Linked DNA regions of Mus musculus: region 1 is linked to region 2. The links are chromatin contacts, called in public Micro-C maps. All regions are on one chromosome and are shown on one strand. The core of a region is the stretch at or near the end of the contact, and the rest is flanking DNA. Distances in the headings are between cores, read along the strand shown. Region 1 holds the start of 9530059O14Rik (RIKEN cDNA 9530059O14 gene). Region 2 holds the start of Eomes (eomesodermin).

Region 1 (3,065 bases), core at 409-2,908, 4.1 Mb after region 2:
TGTGTGTGTGTGTGTGTGTGTGTGTAGTGGATTATTTTCCCCCTTTTATATATAGTGTAGTTTTGAGAAGGGCAGCGAGGCATCTGCTTGGAAAATAATATACTTCTTAATTTGACAGGCCCCTCTCTCCCATGGTAGCTTTTCGGAGTCCTCCAAAGTTCTGTCTAGCGTTGGTGCCCGAAGCTTTGCATGCAGTTAAGCTTCCTACTAAGCAAACCTGCTGGACATTTGTCCTGTGCCCAGGGAAGCACACAAGTGTCATGAAGGGGTTGGGGAAAGACCCTCTGGGTTAAGGGAGGCGTTGCTTCGCGGGTAGAGGTTGAGAGGGAAGTTGGAGTGCAATGGGACCATTAAGTCCCACCTTCTTCCCCCATCTGTGCTTTGGACTATGCGGTTTCTGCCTTGGCCAAAAACCGCATCCACGTCCAAATACAGTACAAAACTCTCTTGGACAGAAGTTAGAAAGAAGCCAGTGTAGAGAGAGACAGTTTGCTTCTAATAATCTCATAAGAATGCCCACAGTATGGCCCAAGTGGCGAGCAGATTCACGGTCCCCATGTGCTGCTGGGGTTGTCGCAGACGCGTCCACGGGCGTCGCAGCGGACGTGACACCGCATTTTCTCTGAATTCCTGCCATCTAGGATGGTGCAACCAAGGGAGGGGGTCATGGGGAAGCAGAGTGCAAGGCTGCAGAATCCGTTCTCTGCAGAGAACTGGAGCGAGCATGGAACAGCGCAACTCCGAGGGCGTTCACATTCGAGAGAAAAGCAACGCCCGGTCGTGGGTGGTTAATTGCCGGCTTCCCACAACCATGAGGCACGTCCCTGGCGGCGTCACTACCTTATGTTTTAATTTGACCTTTATTGGATCTTTGCTCCCCTGGGCTGAGGACTGGACTTGCACTCAGAAGACCACTGCCCTCTCTGGGGAGGGTGGGCCTTCTACTGCGGTTCCCTTCTCCTGAGGGAGCCTGTTCGAGTTCAGAACCTTGTAGACCTTGGAGTTATCAGGCATTCCCGGGCGTGGTCTAGTCGTGGGTTGCGGGGTTTTCTAGCCTTGGAACTGGGCGGTGTCTGCAATGCATCGCATCGCCTTAAGCTGTTCTCGGGTACTCACTCTCGCCGGTGCGCAGAAAGAGACAGAGAGGGGAGGGGTCACGCTTGACTATGAAGTGCCGGTGGGGTCTATTCAGAGTGTCAGTGTGTGTGTGTGGGGGGGGGGGGGGCTGCAGCAGAGGAGGGAGGGTTCTACTGCCAAGGGCAGGGCGGAGGACTGTGAAGGCCGGTTGGTAGTGTGAATGCCTTCCCAGGTTCAGCTGCGGTGATCACCCGGCACTGCAGCTAAAGGAGCTGGTTGCACCTTGCGTGCTCCCCCGCCTTCCCTGTGTTCCCCGGCTTTTCCGGGAGGAAAGATGGGGTGCCCATAGCGGGTGGGGCGCGCCGGCTGCCCAGTCGGGCGGTCACGTGTCCCCCTCCCCCTCCTACTGCAGCGGGAGTTCCAATCAGAGCGCGCCAGGGGGCTCCTCCCGGGCAGGAACCACCGGGCTCCGCGGCGCGGGGTGGGCCGCCATCACCTGACCGCCCGCCCCCGCCCCCCGCGAGTAAGGGGCGGTGGTAGCGTCTGCTCGGTTACAAATGGCCCCTCCCGCCCCGCTCGCCCGCTCGCTCGAGCTCGGCGCGGACCCGCCCGGGAGCGCTCCTCGCAGCAGCTGCCCGGGTTCCCACCGCCCTACCGGGCGCGAGCGATCAGACTACCTCGGAGGGCGCGCTCAGACACCCAGATGTCCGGCCACCTCAGTGGGTACCCTCGGCACCCTGTGATCCGACCACCCGCGGAGGCGCGCTAGCCCTCTGGGTGGGCGTGCTGGGCTTCTCTGCGGCGGAAGTCTGGACCACAGATTGTGACTTCTTTTCTAGCAGTAGGTGAGTGCCCAGCGGGAGCGCAGGCATGGGATGCCCTCCTACTGTGTGGGAACCCCGGGATCCTCTAGGGCACAGGAGGTTTGGTGTAATGACTAAGTCAAGCTTGCAGAACAAGTCCGAAGTCACTCGCCTTCTGGGCCTCTTTTTCGAGTTTCCCCAGTCCCTGGTTTGGGAAAGCGCTTTGATTTGAGGAATTCTTGTCTTGAGATACTTGACAAAGGTTGAAAAGACACTCAGATAGGAGCCGGGAGCTCTAGCTAGCTGGCGCAGGCTGGGTACACCCGGCGTGTTTGAATGTGGGGGGCGGGGGCCCTTTTGAGAATCAGCCCTGGGTAGGGCTAGGGCGAAGCCTCTGCGTTGGTCCCGTCACTCTGTCCCCAAAAGCCACTTGAAATGCCAAGGAGAGAAGAAACAGTGGCTGTAGATGTTGCTAACCAGCTAACCCCCTCCGTTTCTGATCTACCCCTGTGCTGCAGGTTATTCTGCCAAGGATGTGTGAGACTTGGAAGCGCCTAGGATACACCATTTTTACTTTATGACTTTTTGGCAGAAAATATGCGTTAAAGTGTTGAATTACGAGGGAAGATGGAGAAAATAACTTAATTCGCGTTTTTGTAAAGTTTTTGTTTTAAATGCAAGGCAGTAGAGATGTAGGTATTTGAGTCATATTTTGCGACTATACTTTTGGCTTTATGGTCCATATGTTCCTTATAACCTTTCAAACAAAACCCTAGGGAAAAAAATAGAAATAAATAAAAACCAAGGTGTGTGTGTGTGTGAGAGAGAGAGAGAGAGAGAGAGAGAGAGAGAGAGAACACAGGACTTCTGGGGAACAGAAGACAACCTCCTTTGATGAGTACAGTGATGGCCAATTTAATTTGTCATGTGCCACTGAAGGGGATGTCAAGCTGATAACATGCAGACTGGAGAGAAAATGAAGTAGGAGTTGCCCCTAGAGGAAGAAATAAGCCCTGATCCAATTACGCTGGGGAGAGAGCTGAAGGCTAGCCCTTCTGCACTGGAGCTGAGTCTTCTCAGTGGAGGTGGAAGGGTGCAGTTTGGGATACAAGCTCTGAATTCAGACACCCAGCAGCATAAAGGTGTGTGTGTGTGTGTGTGTGTGTGTGTGTGTGTGTGTGAGAG
Region 2 (3,384 bases), core at 175-2,674:
AGGTTGTTGTTCCAAAACACTTGAAAAGCTTTGCGAGCGCCCAAGACCCACTACGCTATTCTATCAAAACCCCACACAGCATCCAAGTCCATGAAGGATCGCTCCACTCCCTAACACGGGCGTGCCCACGTTCGTGATTCGCGGGGTTTGGACCCAGGTTGGAAAGCTTCGCGCGGATCTGCTGCTGGCGTCTGAGCGCTTAGCAGATCCCGCGGCCACCTCATCTGTTCTCGGCAAAAGTTTCCCGTGTGATCGCATTGGGTTGGGGGAAGCAGAGTCCCTACATCTCGACCGGAAAATGCGCTCCTGGAGCGACTACTGCAGGCGTCCGTAATTGCTTATTAGAGGAGAATGTACAGGCTTCTCATCGTCAACGAAACGTGTTCCCCCTTCTGTAATAATAAAACAATAAAATATGACGGCCCCGTCCTTGACTGTTTGCGGAAACGCAGGGGGGAAAAACAGGCAGCTGGAGCAAAGGAGCTTAATTCAATATCAAACTGATTATTTCACTAATTATTCTGCCTTCTGTATTGTGCCGCAGAGAGGCGCAGGGAATCTTAACTGCACAGCTGCTAGGGAACCTTTGTGTCTTAGTGTCAGTCCCCACCAAAGATGTTGGCGAAAGCGGGGGCTGGGGGAGGTAGGAAACATCCAGTGTTTAGAAAAAACCGAGCAGAGGGAATTCTGAGTAATGAAAGTGACGGCCTCGGGGAAGCCGGTGTTTTAGCGCGGTTGTAATACTGAGTGTTTGGTTCGTCCGGTCAGGCTCATGTTGGGTCTTCAGAAGCCCACTTCAGAAGCTAGAAGCTGGAGTCTCTGATTCAGACGCGGAATCCTTTTGCCATCTCTGGAATCCCAAAAACTGAACGCGAGGTTTCTCTCCACCAAGTCTTTACGCTAAAAGATGGGACAGGACAAAAAGCGGTTCCTGTGTGCTGAAGGCCAGGAAGTCAGAAGGAGGGTGTGCGCAGAGACTTCGGGTCGCTCTCCAGCCCTCCCCTAGATTTGCACCCCCGGGGACCTGAGCCTTCCTGCGAGCAGGGAGCTTGTAAAGACGCCTTCACGGGCCTCTGGGACCTGCCAAACTAGACCCGAACTCAGGAATGATTCCTATGCCGTGGGTAGACCATGTTCGCAGACTTCAAACCCGTTTCTCCGGCGCCATAGAGCCACCGGGTACACCAGGATTGATTCTCAGTGGGATATAGTTCTCCCAAAGACGCTTAAAGAAACACCAAACCAGCAATAACAGCCAAATAAGCTAAGAGAAAATGAAACTCGCAGGCGACCCGATCCAATTAATAAATACTTAATTGAATTAGTGTCACCTCTAACAGCCAATAGCAAAGTCCCCTAGCCATGGGGCTGCGAAGCCCCTCCCTGGCCGCACATATATAAGCAGCCAACCACCGCTCACAAGTTTCCAAGCGGTCAAGTATGCCTAGAGTTTAGCAGAGCCAGCCGAGAGGAAATGGCTGGTTGCTAAATGGGAACTCAGAGCTAAGTCCTCTTCTTCCTTAGTGTGAGTGTAGGGGTCCTGAGAGGTTAGACAAGGAGGGAAGGAAGAAAAGAAGGAAGGAAGGAAGGAAGGAAGGAAGGAAGGAAGGAAGGAAGGAAGGAAGGAAGGAGAGAGACACCTACAACCCGGGGTTTGTTTTCTTGCGGAAGGAAAGGGGCACCTACAATCCCGAGTTTGTTCCCTTGAGGGAAGGACGCTAAATTGGGCGCGCGCTGAAGCCGCCCCGCAGGTCCGCAGGTGGGTAGCCTAGGCGAGGGAGGAAGGGGACATTACCTTCCCCTCGGAAGAGGGCGCTGGCTCCCCCAACTGGCCTTTATAACCAGGCCGCGGGAGGCGAGGAGGCAGCCGGTTGCCGTCTGCGATTCGCTAAAGCATGCAGTTGGGAGAGCAGCTCCTGGTGAGCTCGGTGAACCTGCCCGGCGCGCACTTCTACTCGCTGGAGAGTGCTCGCGGAGGAGGAGGAGGAGGAGGCGGAGGAGGAGGGGGAGGCGGAGGGAGCGTCAGCCTCCTCCCCGGTGCTGCCCCCTCGCCCCAGAGGCTGGACTTAGACAAAGCGTCCAAGAAGTTTCCGGGCAGTCTCCCGTGCCAGGCGGGGAGCGCAGAACCCGCAGGCGCCGGCGCGGGGGCCCCCGCGGCCATGCTCAGTGACGCGGACGCTGGGGACACCTTCGGGAGCACCTCGGCGGTGGCCAAGCCCGGGCCCCCGGACGGCCGCAAGGGCTCCCCGTGCGCGGAGGAGGAGCTGCCCTCCGCCGCCACCGCCGCGGCCACCGCGCGCTACTCCATGGACAGCCTGAGCTCCGAGCGCTACTACCTCCCGTCGCCGGGACCGCAGGGCTCCGAGCTCGCCGCGCCCTGCTCGCTCTTCCAGTACCCGGCGGCGGCCGGAGCAGCCCACGGACCCGTGTACCCCGCGTCCAATGGCGCGCGCTACCCCTACGGCTCCATGCTGCCCCCCGGTGGATTCCCCGCCGCCGTGTGCCCGCCCGCGAGGGCGCAGTTCGGCCCCGCTGCGGGTTCGGGGAGCGGCGCTGGTAGCAGCGGCGGTGGTGCCGGCGGTCCTGGCGCCTATCCCTACGGCCAGGGTTCTCCGCTCTACGGGCCATACGCCGGAACCTCAGCGGCCGGGTCTTGTGGAGGATTGGGGGGCCTAGGGGTGCCTGGCTCCGGCTTCCGCGCCCACGTCTACCTGTGCAACCGGCCCCTATGGCTCAAATTCCACCGGCACCAAACTGAGATGATCATCACCAAACAGGGCAGGTGAGTGCAGGGTGGAGGGACCCCAGGCGCCTGGTTGTCCGCACACTGCGGGCTCTGCTTAGGGTGTTTAAGTGGTACATCATATCTCCAAAGTCGTGTCCCTTACTTCCTAAGGCACACCTGTAGCTTGGGCTCCGAGCCCACGTTACTCTCCTCTCTAGTCACCTTCACCGGGATTGACTGGGAGGAGGAGGAGGCGGAGATGGAAATTTGGGAATGAACCCTTGAGGGCAGATCTACGTGACCCGCTGGCTCCTGGGTTTGCAGCAGGCGATTTGTGGGCTGCATAGCGAAAGAGGGCTAGCTGGAGCTGGCTGCGGCCTGCGCACAAGTGTTTGAAAAGAAGCTTTTTAAAGCTCCTTGGTTTGGTGGGGCTCTTCTGTAAGAAGAGCAGAAAGAAGTCGGTTTGAGCTGGTGACTAGGTAGACAGTTTTTGGAGCCAGATGTTTGGGGGAGGGGGCTCTGCTTGCGGGGAAGGGACCAGAAAGTTCAGGCACACCTTCAAATTGTCATCAGCTACTTCTTGAGGAAGTGAGGAGTGGATATTGGGAGACAGGGACCCAAAGAGGGCTCGTTGAGAGAGAGAGAGAGAGAGAGAGAGA

What was found. A called contact is a pair of places that touch in the nucleus more often than the background predicts.
Region 1: a Micro-C map of embryonic stem cells shows a contact between it and region 2, with 11 times the contacts expected there. The contact joins the promoter of 9530059O14Rik here to the promoter of Eomes in region 2. A contact is called at or near these places in 1 of 39 promoter capture datasets (embryonic stem cells) and 2 of 484 Hi-C or Micro-C datasets (both in embryonic stem cells).

The regions. Positions count from the first base shown.
Region 1 is chr9:122,570,843-122,573,907 of GRCm38.p6, forward strand. It overlaps 9530059O14Rik (RIKEN cDNA 9530059O14 gene), which reads left to right and starts at 1,659. Exons shown (of 2, transcript NR_015610.2): 1 at 1,659-1,922.
Region 2 is chr9:118,476,765-118,480,148 of GRCm38.p6, forward strand. It overlaps Eomes (eomesodermin), which reads left to right and starts at 1,425. Exons shown (of 6, transcript NM_010136.3): 1 at 1,425-2,782. The coding sequence starts at 1,896. It overlaps Gm33408 (a long non-coding RNA gene), which reads right to left and starts at 1,884. Exons shown (of 5, transcript XR_871338.1): 1 at 1,796-1,884.